2 separate regions of the Mus musculus genome follow, and region 1 is linked to region 2. The links are chromatin contacts, called in public HiChIP or PLAC-seq maps. All regions are on one chromosome and are shown on one strand. The core of a region is the stretch at or near the end of the contact, and the rest is flanking DNA. Distances in the headings are between cores, read along the strand shown.

The links. HiChIP or PLAC-seq counts read pairs in DNA pulled down with a chosen protein or histone mark.
Region 1: an H3K27ac HiChIP or PLAC-seq map of the NIH/3T3 cell line shows a contact between it and region 2, with 3 times the contacts expected there. The contact joins the promoter of Twist1 here to the enhancer-like site in region 2. A contact is called at or near these places in 5 of 39 promoter capture datasets (the 3T3-L1 cell line, hippocampal neurons and liver) and 4 of 115 datasets of contacts at active chromatin or transcription factors (the NIH/3T3 cell line, fetal liver, forebrain and 1 more).

What each region holds. Positions count from the first base shown.
Region 1 is chr12:33,956,389-33,960,979 of GRCm38.p6, reverse strand. It overlaps Twist1 (twist basic helix-loop-helix transcription factor 1), which reads right to left and starts at 3,309. Exons shown (of 2, transcript NM_011658.2): 1 at 2,342-3,309; 2 at 1,149-1,810. The coding sequence starts at 3,002. The coding sequence ends at 2,382.
Region 2 is chr12:34,497,240-34,501,180 of GRCm38.p6, reverse strand. All of the region lies in intron 4 of Hdac9 (histone deacetylase 9), which reads left to right. Among named protein-coding and RNA genes, the nearest start is that of Gm51984, 280 kb to the right of the region's middle. Within about 2 kb of position 2,115, at least 67 of the 459 cell types and tissues checked have an H3K27ac peak or open chromatin away from gene starts, as enhancers often do. A contact at or near this core is called in the NIH/3T3 cell line, forebrain and hippocampal neurons, where this site is marked.

The sequences.
Region 1 (4,591 bases), core at 2,060-4,559, 540 kb after region 2:
AGCTTTCACTAATATTTTACTATAACTGGAGGCTCCTTATTGTAAAATGTGGCCTAAAAATATTCACAACAATTATCTTACAATGGTGTCATGGCAACATTTGGTACTGTTGTGTGAAGAGTGAAAGAAAAACCTTCAGGTAATAAAATAATCTCCAGTTATGTAAATGCAATTTACCTGGAGATGCAGGCTTATCTAAGTGATTGTGTGCATTAGGCACCTCAATCATTTCCAGCCTGGAAAACCCCTGTTTGTATGTGAATGTATTAACATGGTCAAAAAATTAAGGACTAAACCGATTTTTAAAAATCACTAGTTTAATGGTTAAAAACAAAGACAAAAACTATGCTTTTGTCCCAGAAATATCCTGACAGAAATAAAACCCAGCACCATCTGTCCTTGTTTTACGGAGCTTCAGGTGTGTGTGTGTGTGTGTGTGTGTGTGTGTGTGTTTGTGTGTGTGTACATGGTCCTAACTAGAGGCTGAATTAAGAATTATACTCGCTCCTGAAATTACAAGGGATACCAAAAATTTGGTTATTTATTTTACCCCACAGATGTATATTCTGTATGTATATTTTAGGAGAACGATTTCCATAGAGTTAACATTAATAGAGCAAATGTTTTTTCTTTTTTAACCAATATGACGGTGGCTATCATTCATTCACTCAAGAAGTAAGCAATCACACAACTGTCTCTTGATGATTTAAGTTTTCTACATAGATAAAGTATATATACATATATAATGTATGTATTGTTTTCATTAGCACATTGGCATTTCTCAGAAATGGAAATGAAGGAAAAGACAAAAATCCATAGTGACAAGGAAATAAAACTGGTATCACATTGCTTATTTCAGTGCTTTAGTTCGGTAAGAAGTAGGTGTTAGCAAATCTGTTCAACCTTTGCTGCCCCAAGAACTAAGGCATGGAGAGGCTGTGAGCCCTGCTGAACGCCAAGCTGTAATAATATTAGAGCTGTCTTTTAAATAGCTGGCTGTCTCCGTCAGTAGCTGGTTTATTTGAAGTTTTCACTTCTTTGTTTATATTAGTCCCCCAACTCCCTCCTAGATGCCCCTAGAGTTAAACAAACAAGTATTTACCACCAAGTTAATTCTGAGTCTTAAAAATATAGACCAAACTTTAAAGTTCTTAAAATTTTTCAATCATATTTATTTATTGCAGAAAAATAATATACAAAAGATATTTACAAAACAGTCATAAAAATATGAATGCATTTAGACACCGGATCTATTTGCATTTTACCATGGGTCATCAATAAATAAATAGAATGTTGTCTTTTGTAATTTATGTTTTTCTTTTCCTTCAGAGGAAGTATGGTTTTTAAGGAATTCACTGACTATGATTTTGCAGGCCAGTTTGATCCCAGCGTTTTTATTTCTAAAGGTGTTAAAATTCCTCTGATTGTTACCATTTTAAAATGGAGCCAGTCCACAGGGATGCCTTTCCTGTCAGTGGCTGATTGGCAAGACCTCTTGAGAATGCATGCATGAAAAATAAAAATAAAACATTCTTCGTCAAAAAGTGGGGTGGGGGGACACAAACGAGTGTTCAGACTTCTATCAGAATGCAGAGGTGTGGGGGGTCTGCTGCTGCCCCTCTGGGAATCTCTGTCCACGGGCCTGTCTCGCTTTCTCTTTTAAAAGTGTGCCCCACGCCCTGATTCTTGTGAATTTGGTCTCTGCTCTTCTAATTTCCATGAAAATCTTTGTCATATAGATTTATTTTTAGTTATCCAGCTCCAGAGTCTCTAGACTGTCCATTTTCTCCTTCTCTGGAAACAATGACATCTGCAAAAACCCAGAGGGGAAAGTCGGTTATTGAGGATGTCTCTGTGGCTGTTTTCTATGACCGCTAAGCCCTGTTATCACTACCAGCGAGAATTTTCGCTGAACAACCTGGAAGGATTTCAGCCCAAGGGCAAGAGGAAGTGGGTGGGCGGAAAGGAGGGGGTGGAATTTGGAAACAGTTGTTTTAAGAAGGGAATTTTAAAGAAGAAAGAAAGGGGTTTGGGGGATGGCGTTTTGGGCACAAGGCCCCTATGCTTGACTTTCTCAATCTTCTGTCATGCACACCCCCGCACGCGCACACACACATACACCTCTCCTGGGCACACTGGTTCTCCCCGACCCTAGGACCTGTTTCCCCTGTGGGGACTGAACTGCTTGCCAGGGATGCGGGTGGAATGAGGTGGCGGTGCCTGGCTAGGTGGAGGGCAGCGAGGAGAGTGGAGGGGGATGGGGGGGGGATACCCAGCACGGTGGCGAGGTGAACAGGGGACCCGCGGCCTGGCCCGATCGATCCCTGGAGCCGGTCCTTACCTAGGTCTCCGGCCTGCAGAGGGGGTGGGGAGCTCCGCTGCTAGTGGGACGCGGACATGGACCAGGCCCCCTCCATCCTCCAGACGGAGAAGGCGTAGCTGAGCCGCTCGTGGGCCACATAGCTGCAGCTTGCCATCTTGGAGTCCAGCTCGTCGCTCTGCAGGACCTGGTACAGGAAGTCGATGTACCTGGCCGCCAGTTTGAGGGTCTGAATCTTGCTCAGCTTGTCCGAGGGCAGCGTGGGGATGATCTTGCGCAGGGCGGCGAACGCCTCGTTCAGCGACTGCGTGCGCTGGCGCTCCCGCACGTTAGCCATGACCCGCTGGGTCTGCAGCTCCTCGTACGACTGCGGGCTCCCGCCCCCGCTGCTGCTGCCGCCGCCGCCGCCACCACCTCCGCCCGCGCCGCCGCCGCCGCCTCCGCCCGCAGATTTCTTGCCGCGCTTGCCCTGGGCCGGGCTGCCTGGCTCGTCGCCGCCTCCGATGCCCCCGCCCGTGGCCCCGCCGGGCCCCGCGCTGCCGCCCGCGCTGCGCCGACTGCTGCGTCTCTTGCGAGCCCCGCGCTTGCCGCTCGCCGGCTGCTGCCGGTCCGGCTCCTCCTCGCTGTTGCTCAGGCTGTCGTCGGCCGGAGAGACTGGCGAGCTGGACACGTCCTGCATCATCTCGCGGGCGGCGACGTGCGGCCTCGCGGAGCCGGGACGGGGGAGGGTAGAGCAGAGGAGCGGGGCGCCCTAGCCCGCCAGCTTCCCCGCGCTCGGCGCCGGCCCGGGCGGTGCGGCCCGGAGGACGCAGGGAGGCGGGATGGGGGTGGGGGGACCTCCGCGGGGAGGGCGCTGGAGGCGGGGAGGGAGGCGGGCGGGGGAGGGGACGGTGTGGAGGGCCCCGAGGTCCAAAAAGAAGGCGCCCGACGGCCGCAAGCGCGCCCCGTTCCGGCCTGGCGCAGCCGGTGCCGGTGCTGGCGAGCCCGCGAGGTGTCTGAGAGTTGGGCGCGGGCTGTGGACTTGGCGGCTCTTATACCTCCGTGCGGGCGGAAAGTTTGGGGGCAGCGGTGTCATTGGCCTGACGTGGGGAGGAGGGACTTTTCGAAGTTTTATAGGAAAGTTTCCTCTTTCCAGCCCCCCTCCCTCGCCCCCTCCCCCCTTGCTCGGGGTCTAACAATTCGTCCTGCGAACCATTCAAAACCGACCTGGCCCGAGCGGCCAGCCCCTGCGCCCGCCTCTCCCCTCCCTCTCCCCCCCCCAGCTCTCCCCCTCCGCTTCGGGGAGGACGCGGGGCGATTTCCTTCCGCGCCAGAGCGCGCCCAGCGCCCCCGCACCCGAGCACAGCACCGCAAACAGGGGACTGTCTGGGTCGCTGTTGCAGTCTCCCCCTCCCCAAGTGGCTGTGACAGCAGTAGTGGCAAGCGGCTTCGACGCTCTGGGTGATGTCCCATCCCGCCTGGGATCCCTCGGAGTTCTCCGGGCCCTTTGGGGGTGGCTCGGGCCCGGGCTGCGAGGCAAGAAAAGTTTCAACAACCGAGTCCATCTAACGGTCAGGTAGAGGAAACCTCTAGTCGGAAACCTCTAGTCCCAAGGGATTCCCCGCGGCTGCCTGGCCCTGTGGTCGAGGGCGGTTCTCAAGACGTGGCCACATCGTGGGCGCTATGGATCTGCGCCCTGGCCTGCCGTGTCACCCCTCCCGGAGAAACGTCTGGGCTCTCCTTTCCTGCTACGGTGACCCAATCTAAAGTTTCCCTGCTCTCAGAGGACTGTGCTTCCAAAGGTGCTGGACCTAGGCTGGAGTTCATTCTTTTACAGAGAAAAGCCTTGTTCTTTTGAAGGGAGCAAAGCTAGGGAAAGATAGAGCAGCCTTGGTGCTCCACGCTGCCAGCCCTAGGTGGAGGAGAACCTTGAGAACATTTCATGTCCGCTAACTCCAAATTAAGCCCTGCATGCTAACCTTGGGTAGTCCATACATTTAAGGTGGGGGATCAATATTCTCGTCTTCCTAGGAGATCTTGTGAGTAGTTATGCTCCCGGTGCCTCAAATGCACTCAGCCATGTTGGTTGATTGCAAGCGGTTTTTTTTGTTTTTTTTTTTTTGTTTTGTTTTTTTTTTTTTTTTTTTTTTTACCAAATACCTTGAAACCCCAAAAAGGATTCTGGAAAAGTGGAAGCAGAGAGGTTAATGAGCAAGAAGGAGAGTGGCTATGGAAGCCAGTGATTGCAGGGCTCTTTACATTTTTTAAATATGTTTTATTTATTTATTTCTG
Region 2 (3,941 bases), core at 866-3,365:
CATTATAGAGGAAGAGACAGAAAAAGGTGTATGAACCAGAAGATAAGGAGCAGCACTATGAAATACTGTATCCAAATATGGCATGCTGGCTTTACTCACACACATGAAATCACAATCACCAAATATACATTTACAAAAACTGTGTAAGATTAAGCCAGTTAAAACTGCAGCATGGTTAGGCAAGATACCCACAAAGAGTCCATGACAATCTGAGGAATTACTAGCAGCTGATAGCTTCTGGGGGGGGGGGGGGGAGGAGGAGCCATTTTTCATTGAGGATGTGGGTTCTGATAGGTTGCCCATGGATGGTCCCATACCCATGTTTACAAGGACAACACTAATTAGGATCAGTAGGATATAAAACAAAATAACTAAAAGTGAAGAGGATATAGTTGAGAGGCGATATGCTGGGGTAGTGTCTTAACTGAATTGGTGGTGGTGGGGTAAATGTGATCAAATTACAGTGTGTGTGTGTGTTTGTGTGTGTGATAGAGAGAGGGAGACAGAGAGACAGAGACACACAGAGAGAAACAGAGACAGAGAGAGAGAGAGAGAGAGAGACTTGCAAAGGCTAAATCAAAACTACCACTAAAATACTAAAATAAAAAAAAACACATCATTACAAATTTTTAAAATGTGCTCAATGAAAAACAAGTTTGGATATTATGCCTTAAGAAAGTATTTCTCTTTCTTCTAACAGACTTATGAATTGATTATCACAACCCTCTTTAGCAAAGCCCTGGGCTAGTGTAATTCCATATAAAGAAACTGGGAAAAGGATAATGGTTTGTTTGGCTTTGTAAGCCAGAAATCAAATGGAAAAACCTGCTTCTATTTTCTACTACCTGACTGACAAGAAATGCTCATGAAGTTAGCATATCTGTGAGGCATGGGTGTGAGAAGTACTGGTGACCTAGATTAAAAATAAAAAAAAGTGCTCAAAGCTGCGAAAGGACAAAGAGGAGACTAAGGCCAGGAGTAAACAATCGGGCTCTGGGAATTACACGAATGAGTGAGGTGTCCTTTTTATTACATTAGTGACATAAAATAGCATCAAACTCTGCCCAGTTTAGCTTGTATGGGAGGGCAACTTTTCCATCAGGGAAAGATCATGATGGAGACACTTTGGAGGAATAAAAGTTGGAGGTACTATCAAAATGCAGGAGGTAGCCCAGTGGTTCTGTCTAATTGCTATGCAGGCATACTTGCAAGAGTGCACAAGAATTTGTATACCACCACCTTTATCTTACGTGTTATGCGGAGTGGTAGAAAAGTAATATAAGTATTGGTACTAGAGACACAGGTTCCAAAAGCCATACTCTGCAATGCTGGTCATTAAGATTAATAAGCAATGTTCATAACCATTAACTTCACCATTAAGGGAGACATATCTATCTGGGCCTTTTGGATAGATATCACACTACTAAAGGTACTGATGCTTTATTATTATCGTAATTCTAAAACTCACCTTTGGCAGATAACTTTACTGTAGTTCCCAAGTACAGAAAAAAAAATAATAAATTGCCTGTTGCTTTCAGAACTCACTGTTAATATTACATTGAAGCACGGGGGAAATCAGCATAATTAGAGGCAACCAGCTTGTTTAAGTAGAACTGGTTAATTAAGTCACAAAATTCTAAGGGCGGATGATGAAATAAGCAGACATATGCACTTAGAGCTTTCTGTTCTGCTTTTTTATTTTTCTTTTAATCAAATGGTTCTAGCACCTGGGCTTTTTCAAATGTCCTTCTGTTGAATATCGCTTTCAAGTGGAAGTTAGCAAGGACAGTGCTCTCTGGTAAATGAGCTCCTCATTTGGAGAGTAATGACATGCCCACACACACTCTCCACAAGAGCAACCCCACTATCTTCATATCTTGGAGAGAGTTAACTGGATATGCAGAATGGGCTGCAACTAGCCTACAGCCTCTCTCTGACCCGAGGCAAGAGGGTTTCTGAAAGAAGATAGCCGAGGAAGCTGGAGCCTTGCGCTGCTGTGTCGACATGTCTAGAGCTCAGAATAAAATTGAGTTTCCTGCTTTAGCCATAGCCAGTTCTTAAAATAACCTGAAGAAATTATAGTTCTGATTACATAGAAAGTGAAGGACTCAGAACATTCTCCTAATAAAGCCAGGAGAGTGACACACAGCTTAGTCACTGCAGGCCTCTAACGGGAGTTTTAGAGAGGAAAAATAGAGCTTTGAAATTGGATAATTTGATTTGAAATCTTGCCTAATTATTTTAAGAATGCAGAAAACCTTTCGTTTTGGCCAAAAAAATAATGATCTGGAATCCAATTATGAAAGAACAGGCTTTTAAAGTGCTTGCTATCTCCAGTAATGGAGGGGGAAAATGTGTCTTTTAAATCTCACTCTGCTGCAAATCTCTTTCTTGGATGTCTTGCTTTTTGCATTTTGAATGGACAAATGTAATATAATTTCCTTCTGGAAACATAGCATTGTAAAAGTTAGATGAGATGTTTAAGTCCTTTTTGGATCGTATCTAGCAGAGTACAGATTTTTAAGAACAAAAACACTTCTTGTTTCATTTTAATTCCCCAAGGGAGATATCTGACATAACCAGATGCCTGGATATTTGTCACAGCATCGACCATTTACCGAGAATCCGTGCCCAGCCTCCGTTTGATTAGCACACCATGAATAAAGTAGGCAAAGTTGAGAGAGCCTCTGATGATCCCAATTAAAAATTATTAGTGTCTATCATGTTTCAGCGTCCATGTGTGATCCCAAATGGCGTTTCTCCCTCTGCTAGCTTTCCATTTATTTGTTACATTCTCGGGATACTTAATGATTCATGTACTGTTTGAATGGCAGTCATAGAAATGTGACCTAGGATGCCCAATTATTAAGACAGAGAGAATGAAGCAATTGGAGGTGATCTTTTTTAAGATAATCACATTTTACTTGTAAACTAAGAAATTATTCAATGAAACTAACATTTTGAAATGGTCCTGGTTATGTTTAATATAAAGCTAGTTGGATCTTTATAGAGTTTGTCTGTTTTTACATGAGAGTTAAATTGGACTAACCCTCAGCACAGTGTGGTGAAACAGGCGCTCCAGTGAACATTTGTTGAAAAAAAAAATCAGTTATTGAAACATTGTATCTTGTGTTATAGTTCTTGAGAAGTGGTGGTGAGACAACTTGGTAGAAGTGACTAACAACCACATATACACAGAAGGCAGGATGTAAGTCTCCAAGGTAATCAAGACCATCAGGAGGATGTTAGACCAAAATTAACACCGCGAGAAAATGTGTTATGCATATATTACAGCCTACGTGTGGGAATCTGTTCATTTATAGAGAGACTGCCTCCCTGTGAATGGCTGTGTTGGTAGTGCCAAGTACAAAAAAACCCACTTGGGGCCATTCAGAAGTAACAGCCACACATTCTGAGGCACTTTAGAGTCAGAAGATACCTTATTAGTAAATGCATCTGTAGATAAGTGTTTGAAAGGTAGAGCAGCCCAAGGACAAAGCCATGGAGAAGTCTAGGAATATAGCACTGTGCCTGCAGACTCTGACGATCCAAGCCCTTCCAACACTCTTCTGCACACCCATCCCGGCTACCACATTTTTAATTCTCTTTAGAGTGAGGATGATTGTCAGTTCTTCCTATGCCTGGACAGTCTCTTAGTTTCTTTTCAATTCAATCCAACGTATTAGCTCAAGTGAAAAGAGAAACAGGAAAGCGTTTGTTTGTTTGTTTTAAATCATCCAATAAACAAACCATACCTCTCTTCATCTTGATCCTTGTAATTTTGACTGGGAGCTCATAGGTGTGGTAACTGAGCTGTGGTCAAGGGTATGTCCTCAGAAGGGACAGTAGTAATATTATTTAAGAATATGTTATGTTCTATTCACTTAAAGTGTATGAGATTCCATCTGTATCTGCTGAGGACATTTTTTGTAGGTGATATC